Regions from separate parts of the Zea mays genome. Here region 2 is linked to region 1. The links are chromatin contacts, called in public Hi-C maps. All regions are on one chromosome and are shown on one strand. The core of a region is the stretch at or near the end of the contact, and the rest is flanking DNA. Distances in the headings are between cores, read along the strand shown.

The links. Hi-C and Micro-C count contacts between places; a contact is called where the count stands out from the background.
Region 2: a contact with region 1 is called in a Hi-C map of bundle sheath, with 2.9 times the contacts expected there. The contact joins the promoter of LOC100282704 here to the promoter of LOC100192097 in region 1. A contact is called at or near these places in 4 of 25 Hi-C or Micro-C datasets (bundle sheath, ear, leaf and 1 more).

Annotation. Positions count from the first base shown.
Region 1 is chr9:96,173,547-96,179,080 of Zm-B73-REFERENCE-NAM-5.0, forward strand. It overlaps LOC100192097, which reads right to left and starts at 1,331. Exons shown (of 9, transcript NM_001137520.1): 1 at 1,129-1,331; 2 at 926-1,038; 3 at 466-825; 4 at 179-367; 5 at 1-8. The coding sequence starts at 690. LOC111590231 (U2 spliceosomal RNA) reads right to left here and starts at 2,710; the gene lies at 2,522-2,710.
Region 2 is chr9:96,584,559-96,589,428 of Zm-B73-REFERENCE-NAM-5.0, forward strand. It overlaps LOC100282704 (SEC14-like protein 1), which reads right to left and starts at 2,111. Exons shown (of 11, transcript NM_001155611.2): 1 at 1,751-2,111; 2 at 1,536-1,564. The coding sequence starts at 1,802.

The sequences.
Region 1 (5,534 bases), core at 81-2,580:
TCGGCCTTCTAATGAAAGCACCACCAACAAAAGTGTATAAGGTTCAAACTCAAACTGCAAGGTGCATAAACATTGCTACAAGTAATATAGTAGCAATCATGCATATAACTGTAAGCGTTGTAAAAGAATATAGATGGGCACATTGTAACTCATAAGCTATAACAAAAAATCAACTTACTTTCTTACTGGAACCAGCATCACCATTGCTCAAAGAGCAATCAACTAGATCTGGATCAGAAACCCGTGCAATGGGCGCCTTAGGATAAGAAGGACTAAAAGAGCTTTTCCTAGTTTGACTCTTATCCCCGCCTCGAGGGCTCTGTCGCTGAGATTTAGTACCAACCTTCATTGAATGGCCTTGAACCCCCTACAAATGAAAATGCCAAAAAAAAAAACACTTGGCTGTCAGCAGACCACCGATTGAAGTCAACAGAACTGACAATCTGTAACCGTGAAAAACCTTACCTCAGGAACTCGAGGCTTTATGTCCTGGGACTGCGAGGTGGCTTCCATTTCTACTTCTTCAGATGGGTTGATCACCTCGCTCTCGCCCGAATGGGCTCCATCAGCCAGCACATCGTGTTCTTCTGCGTGCCCCTCTACACTATCACTGGGCGGCAACTTCCCCGCGGCCCCATTGTCAAAGCCCACCGCACCAATAGCATCAGTAACCTCTGTACTAGCATCCATGTGACGCTACCGTCTCAGGATATCTTTAGGCCAGATTAAAAAGACAACACCCAAGCCACCAGCTTGCACAAGCTATCCGCAATCACCGCAGGATCATGCTATGCCGACCAGCAAATGAATCCGCGTCAAACTAGACTGAACGCAACGAAAGAAACATTTGATTCAGCGTTCACAGCAAAACTGAGAATTGCAGAATAACACGAGCAGTCAATCGAAGAAAGTAAAGGCATCTAACCTGCGAGAGAAGGAATCAGCTCCCGGCGGATCCGATCTCCGCTCCACCCCAGCGGTGCCCAGTGGGGACAAGGACGGCGAAGAATCCGACCGGAGGCGTAAGGCAGGCGAGGTCTGGGTCAAGGAAACCTGGATCTGGATCGAGCCGTGGCTCTTGAGCGCATGAAAGGAAATGGTGAAGGAAAGCAAAGGTGGCGGCTTTACCTGGCCAGGCGAAAACGATGGGGAGTGAAGAGGCTGAAGCGCGCGGGGGAGGCAAGGATTGGAGTTGGGCGCGGTGAAGGCGGGAGAGCAGCGACGGTGGCGCGCCGCCGGCGGCGGCGGCGGCGGAAGGGAGGCAGCGGGGGCCGTGCGTGGCTCGTGCTTTGTCTGGGTTTCCAGGTGGTGGTGTGGTTTCGAATTTCTACGGGGACCTTTCTGGTTTCTGCGTTCCTCCAAAGCTAACTTTATTCCCCATATTTACATTGAGCGATTAATGTACGTGACCTAATTTTTACTATAATCACACTAAGTTAAGAACAGATAGTGCAAGATGAGAAATATAAAGGGTGCATATAAAGGGTGCTACGATAAATTTGAAGAGGTCTAAGCTGCCGTCTCTCAGTCAACTATGGTTACGGAGGATCATTATCGTCATATGATATATTTATTTAATTATTTCGTATATAACTTCTATTATATAATAAAGATGTGATATTAATTTCTATAACATGAGTAATTATATGTGTGAAACTTGATCTTATCACACATGTAAGATACACCCAAGTTTGTATTAGAATACACCCAAGTTTGTATTAGAACCTAGGTCTGACAGTTACTCTAAATCTGGCTACCAAATAAGCTAAGTTGCACTCCCAAGGATTGGATAGGAGCTTGGGAAGCCTACCAAACACACCCTATATGATTCACTATGATAGTGCATGAGAAGAGTGGAGTGAATCAGGAGAGATGAAAGGGTCAAACGATGGATGATAGAGTTTGAAAAAGAAGAAAGAGTATGGTCGTCTGAACTATGTAAGGTCTTGTTCGGTTATTCCTATATCACATGGATTGGATGGGATTAGTAAAAAATTAGTAAAGATTTTGACTTGCTATGGATTGAAACTCACCAAATCCCCTCTAATACATATGGATTGGAGGGAAAACCGAATGGACCCTAAAATATAACTAGTTAGCCCCTGATAGAAAAAATCCATACTACTCAATTAAAAACCTAATGTGGGCACCTGGTGCTACCATGGCTTCACCCTCCGTGTTGACACTCTAGGTCCGCCCGCCACACCATGCAAAAAAAATAGTGTACACCGAGCACTCAAACTCATGCCCCGTACTTATAGTAATTTGAGGTTACCACCAAACTACATATACCTTAGTGTTTAGAAATAAACAATAATTATATTTGAATATATATATATATATATAACAACTGTAGCAAAACACGTGCAACTTACTAGTAAAATACTAACTATGGATGACAAAGTTAAAAGACAAAAGAGTGGTTTGAACCATATAACTGATTAGATCTGAGATAAATTTCCAAAAAAATATTGGTTCATTCTTGTAATTGATCCATAGAACACATTTCTCGATATAATATTGAGCGTTAACATGGTTTTCATTAACGTTACTAGTCTAATGCCAGTGTGTTACAACGACACATAATTATATTTAATATCCATAAAAAATAAATTTAATATCAAAACGAACATATGATTCACATATCATATATTAAAATGACAAAAACAAATATTTCATTTTATCTTAGCCAAAAGGCCGAGAAAAATATGAGTTAAAAAGAAGTCAGATCCTTTTTATAGCTCGTTCGATCGCTCGTCCTCCTTCAACTAGCGAGGTAGTACTATGTGGGAGCGCTACACTGCGTGTGGTTTCCTGTCGTGTTGAGTTTGGCTAATCACTCACGGCCCATTTGTGGTGTAACGACCCATTGCTAGACGAGGGTGAGGAATAGACCTGCACATTTCATATATGATGGACACACGAAACCGTTTCTTCAAAGGAGTAGAGAAAAGATTTATTTATTTTTATTTAAGAATTCATTTATCTATAACACTATATCCACCAGTTTAAACTTTGCAAAAACACCCAACAAAAATTGCACACAGACTTAATACATCATCAAAATCAATGGTTCATATCGTTGGATACATCTCTCTTTCTTTTACTCACTCAAATCCAATGACCGCTATTATTGAGATCATCCTTCGTCCTTTCTCCTCCACCGCGAACCTCCCTCTTGCCTCCCCTCCATGCGACCTCGTCGCCCTTTGTCAACCCTAGTGTGGATGTACCCATGACTCTTGTCATTGAAAATAATCAAGGCCACTCCTACCGCCATGACGCGCCCGTGTACCGTCATCACCTAACAAATGGGGCCCGCGTGCCAGTCACCATATGGACGCTGAAAGTCGCCTAGAGGGGGGTGAATAGGCAAATCTGAAATTTATAAAGTTTAAGCACAACTACAAGCTGGGGTTAGCGTTAGAAATATAATCGAGTCCGAAAGAGAGGGTGAAAAACAAATCACAAGCAAATAGCGAGAGTGATACAATGATTTGTTTTACCGAGGTTCGGTTCTTGCAAATCTACTCCCCGTTGAGGTGGTCACAAAGACCGGGTCTCTTTCAACCCTTTCTCTCTCTCAAACGGTCATCTAGACCGAGTGAGCTTCTCTTCTCAATCAATTGGGACACTTAGTCCCCACAAGGACCACCACACAATTGGTGTCTCTTGCTTTGATTACAAATGTCTTTGGGAACAAGAATAGAGGAAGAAGAAAAGCGATCCAAGTGTAAGAGCTCAAAAGAACACGACAAAACTCTCTCTTCTAGTCACTATTGCTTGAGTGGAATTGGGACTTGGAGAGATTTTGATTCACTCTAATTGTGTCTTGTATTGAATGCACTAGCTCTTGTATTGAATGTGTTGGCTGAAAACTTGGATGCCTTGAAGTGTGGTGGTTGGGGGGTATTTATAGCCCCAACCACCAAAGTGGCTGTTGGGAGGGCTGTCTGTCGACGGGCGCACCGGACAGTCCGATGCGCCAGCCACGTCACCCAACCATTAGGGTTCGACCGTTGGAGCTCTGACATGTGGGGCCACCGGACAGTCCGGTGGTGCACCGGACAGTCATTGTTCACTGTCCGGTGCGCCTTCTGGCGCCTGCTCTGACTCTGCGCGCGCTGTCCGCGAACTGTAGCTTCACTGTTCACTTTTACAGACAACCGTTGGCGCTGTTAGCCGTTGCTCTGCATGGCACACCGAACAGTCCGGTGAATTATAGCGGAGAACTCTTTCTAGAAACCCGAAGCTGAGGAGTTTGGAGTGATTCTCCCTGGTGCACTGGACAGTCCGGTGCGCTAGACCAGGGCAGCCTTCGGTTGGTTTTGCTCCTTTCTATTTGAACCCTTTCTTGGACTTTTTATTGGTTTGTGTTGAACCTTTGTCACCTGTAGAACTTATAATCTAGAGCAAACTAGTTAGTCCAATTATTTGTGTTGGGCAATTCAACCACCAAAAATATTTAGGAAAAGGTTTGAGCCTATTTCCCTTTCAATCTCCCCCTTTTTGGTGATTGATGCCAACACAAACCAAAGCAAATATATAAGTGCAGAATTGAACTAGTTTGCATAAGGTAAGTGTAAAGGTTGCTTGGAATTAAACCAATTTACATTTCATAAGATATGCATGGATGCTTTCTTCTAATTTAACATTTTGGACCACGCTTGCACCACTTGTTTTGTTTTTGCAAATATTTTGGAAATTCTTTTCAAAGTCTTTTTGCAAACAATCAAAGGTAAATGAATAAGATTTCGAGAAGCATTTTTAAGATTTGAAATTTTCTCCCCATGTTTCAAATGCTTTTCCTTTGACTAAACAAAACTCCCCCTTAATGAAATTCTCCTCTTAGTGTCAAGAGGGTTTTAGATATTAATTTTGAAAGAGGTCATACCAATTTGAAATTATATCAAAAATAAGATACCAATTGAAAATCTTCTTTAATACCAATTGAAAGACTACATTTACACATTTTTTGAAATTGGTGGTGGTGCGGTCCTTTTGCTTTGGGCTAATATTTTCTCCCCCTTTGGCATGAATCGCCAAAAACGGATACTTTGTGAGTGAAATATAAGCCCTTGTCAAACTCTCTCCCCCTTTGGTAAATAATATAGGAGTGAAGGATTATACCAAAGTTGGAGAGTAGTGCGGAGTGACGGCGAAGGGTAAATAATATGATGGAGTGGAGTGGAAGCCTTGTCTTCACCGAGGACTCCATTTCCCTTTCAATCTATGACTTAGCATGAGATACACTTGAACAACACATTAGTCATAGCAAATGAAAGAGATATGATCAAAGGTACATAAATGAGCTATGTGTGCAAAGTATCAATCAAAATTCCTAGAATCAAGAATGTTTAGCTCATGCCTAAGTTTGGTAAAAGTTTTCTCATCTAATGGATTGGTGAAGATATCGGCTAATTGTTCTTTGGAGCTAACATAAACAATCTCGATATCCCCCCTTTGTTGGTGATCCCTCAAAAAGTGATACCGAATGGCTATGTGCTTAGTGCGGCTATGCTCAACGGGATTAT
Region 2 (4,870 bases), core at 861-3,360, 410 kb after region 1:
TGAAGAAGTTGAAATTCTTTTCCATGCTAAGGTTGCGAAGTATACTGCACATAGTATGTTTATGGTGTGTATCTATAAAGCCTACACACACTCAATGAGTCAGCGTTCAAGAAGATAAGAGAAGGGATTTGCAATCTTTTAAGCAACTAAATGTAATATAGTAATTTTCCCTAAGATGGGGACTTCTCAAGTTGATTATAGTTTTTTTGTGTAGTTTCAGAAACTGGATAGTATCAACTGACTGGTGCATGCAATTGAACTCAATAAAATAGGCTATCTAATCCTAATTAACCTTTTCAGATCAGGGATTGACATTAATTGGCCTATCACCACCTCATCCCTAACAATCACAACTCAGTAAAAGAATACAGAATGGGAACGTCCATCTAAAATCATGGGATGATCCTGTAACAGACCAATCAACCTAGAATGTGGTAATCCCTCAAACGAAGCATCCTGCGAGAAACTTGTCTACCATTCCATTTTTAAGGAAAGTTATAGTCGCTTGCACTTATACTTTGCTTGCCTCATGTTATTGAGGCAATAATTCTGTTGCAACTTGCAAGTGGCACTTTCTTTTGATTCTCACTCCACCAGGCACCAGCCAAGAGGTTCTGCTGGGAATTATTTGGCATCTCCTACTCAGCACAGAGTGTGCAGATAAGCCTAGCCTTTAGAGAGGATTTCAGATGGAAATGTTATCCTGCAAACTAAAATTAACTGGTAAAATGACAGAATAAAACAAAGGAAGTCAATTCATAAGTGCCGGATGCATAGGATGCCTACCAGCATGTGTCTGCACACTGGGATGATAAGTGTCAAGTGCCATTATATTAACGAAGTAAAGAGCAAAAGGTGAAATCATTCTATAAAATAGTTCTCAACAACCAAAAGACAGCTCCATTGACAAGCAACCAAACACGAGGAAAGGTGCTGAGGTATGCATTACTACCAACATATCAGAAGGCTGGAGGAGACCAAAAATATCGCTGTCCACTAGTTGATATAGTGGATCTGAGATCAGAATATTCCTCGACACATCCTTCGTGGAAAGCATCACTGCTTCCACCTCTCAGCCCCCGTCGTCAAACTACTCAAAATTACCCCAGGGATCCCAAACGTGTGGCTTAGATCAAAGAACAAAGTAACATTTTGCAGGGAATCAGCAAGTCCGTCAACTTTCACAACTGTGAATTTATCCTTAGATCCGTATTCATGTTGGTTCAGCTGTGTCAGTGTCAATTGACTACGCATTAGTGAAAAGTGAAAACAAAAGCTCAGGCATGAACTGGCTGGTCCAAATCAGACATCAGTACAAGTAGTCTAGTACCAGCAATCTAGCAAACGCCCAGTCTCACTTAGCCACTTGATCATCTAAGTCAGACTAGTCACTCAAACTGTTGACCTGATCTAAGCAAAGGCTCTGTCTGATCCAAATCGAAATGCAGACTAAATACAACACACACGCCCATGCTTGACACTTCGACAGAAGAATCGATATGAAGGTAAAAAGAGAGAGACGCATAGATCCATACCTCAAATGTCTTCTTCAGCGGCGCGTCCACTGCAAGAATCCAAGCCAGTAGCCAGAGAAAGCAGCGTTACGACATTATTGGAAGCAGACGAGCCCACACAAACCCCGGAACCGAAAAATCCGAGAGATAAACCCAAGTCCGAGCCGGGCGGCCGCTCCGACAACAAAAAAAAAGAAATTCAAACTTTACCGGTGATCTGGAGCGAAAACTCTCACCTTGGTCCAGGAGGCCAGCGAGCTGCTGGACGGCGCTGGCTTCGGCTGCCATTGCCGCCGCTGGATATCCGGAGCTCGGCCCGAAAGTGAGGACTGAGGACTGACGAGGCGGGCGCGGCCTGGTTTTGGTTTGACGATTTGGCGCGGATTTATGTGCGCCGTCAAGAGGGAAAAAAGATTGGCGCGGCGCGGGGGCGAGTAGGGAGGGAAAGTCGGAAAGAGGGAGGAAGAGGGGAGCGGAGGTCGCCTCCAACTCGGAGTCGTGTTGGCCGGCCTGCTGTAGTGCTGTGGCCCTTTGGTCGGTTGGCCTACAGGCGACCTGTCCTCAACAACATGGGCTACTGCTATTCTGCTGCCTTGCTAAACAGCTGAAGTGTGGAGTGTGGACTAGGGCAGGGCTGCATTTCCTTTTTATTTTTATAAAAAGCAGTTGATTAGTGCTTTCATGTGCTTCTCGTTTCATGTATTGGTATTACTTTTTGCCACGGTGTTACATCTTCTTTAGGAGTATCTTTCTTATTAGCTTTTTTTAAATTTGGGAAGCGTTGATGGTCCCTTTGGGCACCGGAATTTAATAGGTTTGTTGTGATAATATCTAGCAGTCTGCGGTAAGCCGGTAACATATATGGACGTTGCGGTAACCGGACAACTGACGTGTGAGTCTGGTCCCACACGACAACCGTCGGATGTTATGACAGAGGAGCCGTTTGCGTAGCATATGCCTTTCTTCTATGATTTTTTTTAAGTAATCCACACTTATGTAATTTCTCAAAATCTTATTTTGGAATTAGAAAAACTCCACGAAGTAATTTAAGTTAAAGTGTGTATTCCTTTCTTTATAAAGCATATTTCCCTAAAAAGGTACTATCATAACTTTGGTAATTCAAAAAAAATCCCAAATTTTGAAACTTGAATCTAATTTGAAACTCGGGAAAATAAATAGTAGAAAGAGACTATTGATATGTTCTCCTCATAAACTATAAATACATATTTATATAATTTAATTAACTCTTAATAGGAAGTATACATTACCTCCTTTTAAAATAAATAGATAATGAATAATGAATTTCTACACCTTCTTTTTGGAAGACACATCAAAAGATTATTTCTTAAAATAAAATCCTTCGTTAGATGTGATGTATATTAAGGAGCATTTATTTAAATGAATAAAATAATAAATAAATATTTAAATAAAGTTGCATCATGCTGGATATTTTGATTGTTGCATGATAACTTGGACCCGAAGTTTGAATTAAAAAATTAAATCTGGAATTTGAAAATGGGAAATAAAATCAGAAAAATAGAAAATGGGATTAGAAAAGATAAAAGTTTTACGTGACTACGATATCGGCCAAATTCATGCCCACGTAGCCCAGGCGCTTGCTTCCTGCCAGCCCAGTGGCTTCATCATTCAAGTGACCGCCAGGTGGGGCCCTCTCCTTAGCATTTCTGTCGCACACGCGCTCATCGGGTTAACTCGCTGGAAGGTGGGCCCCGTCCGTCAGACATATCTCCTTCCTCCCGTCTGTTTCTCAACCGAAGGCGTGGAGCTCGCCGCGTATGACGGATCAGCCAAACGAGTTCACCTCGGACTCTTCATCTGTGCCTATATATGTGACTCGAGCACCGCACCCCCCCCCATGAACCAATAGGGCGAGCACAACCAGGGAGTTGAGGTAACCGAGAGCATCCATGGGAGGGAGAATAGGTCCGCCGCGGGGGAAATCACCAGCGCGCTGGCGCTAATGCCTCGGATGGTGCATAGGGAGCTTCTCTAGATTGCCAGGAACCTGGGTGTGGTGGTGGCGGGCGCTGCGATGACCCGGTGGCTCGGTAATTGCTCGCCATCGCCGGGGATCCGCGCTCCGCCATGGCTAGACTGGTCATCACAACAATCAACGGTGAGACACACCTATCCAGTCCGCGATCGACTGAGCTTCGTGCAACACCTATCCTTAGTAGATGAAGGGGCCTAGAACGCCTGGACACCTCACTCCGGCGAGGCCTCCATCGTGCACTGCAGTCAGCACCGTCGTGGGCAACGCCGGAGGTAGGAGATGAGCCGATGACCGTTGATCTGGACGGGAGCGGCCACAATTAGATTAATGGGAGAAGAGTTGTGGGATGTTGTATCGTAGATGTGCGGTGTTGGGGGCCTTCGGCTTCCGAAGGTCCTCAAAAACAGTATTTAACAGTATTTCTGGAGTATAGTGTGTGAACAGGTATCTTCGGAGTCAAGTCAGCATCACAGCAGACCAGAATAATACGAAGGTTGATACAACGCCGAAGGTGTGAGCAGGAAAGCTTCGGCGTGGCAGCAAAAAATGAAATTGACTTAAAGATGAAAAGGCTATTCAGACCTCGATAGATTACTATAGAATTATTATCAAATGTAAAGGGCATAAATGTAATTTTGCATAGGCTGTGTCCTGTGCCTATAAATAGGTGAACAGTACCCCCGTACTGTTCACGCTGATTTGGCATTCACTTTTGCGTCACGCTTTTACTTTCATCTCCTTCAAGTTGAAGGTACATTTGTAATTTGACGTCACTTCTGTTTATACATGATAATAATACATAATTGTTTATGTTATCCTTTATATTTCTTATAATTCATCCTTCGTCACTGTGTAATGAATTTATGAAGGTATATCCTTCATAACCTTCGTCCGGAAATCATTATATCCTAAGGGGAATAATGCTTCGAAGGACGAAGGGCTTAACCGATTAACATTTTTTATGTTGCCTTGTTCTTAACTCATAGCATCTGAGAACAAGTCCCCAACATTGGCGCCCACCTCCGGTGAACTCACTTCCACTCTTTTGAGTTTTTGAACACCTTCGGCGATCATAAACCTTCGCTATGGCGCCGAAAAAAGCTTCAGCAACTGGGGCTGTAGCTCTGCAACCGCTGGACCACAATCAGGAGACTGTCTCCCTTCGGGAGGCCCGAAGCCAGAAAAGGAAGGCTGTTAGCCCGACACCGCCAGAGGATGAGATAGACCAAGAAATCAGAGACATGGAGATACTTCATCAATAGGTGCAGAGGAAGAAGGAAAAGATGGCCAGACTAGCTGAACTGCAAAGGCAGATAGACGAAGCCTCTGAAAAAGTTCGTCA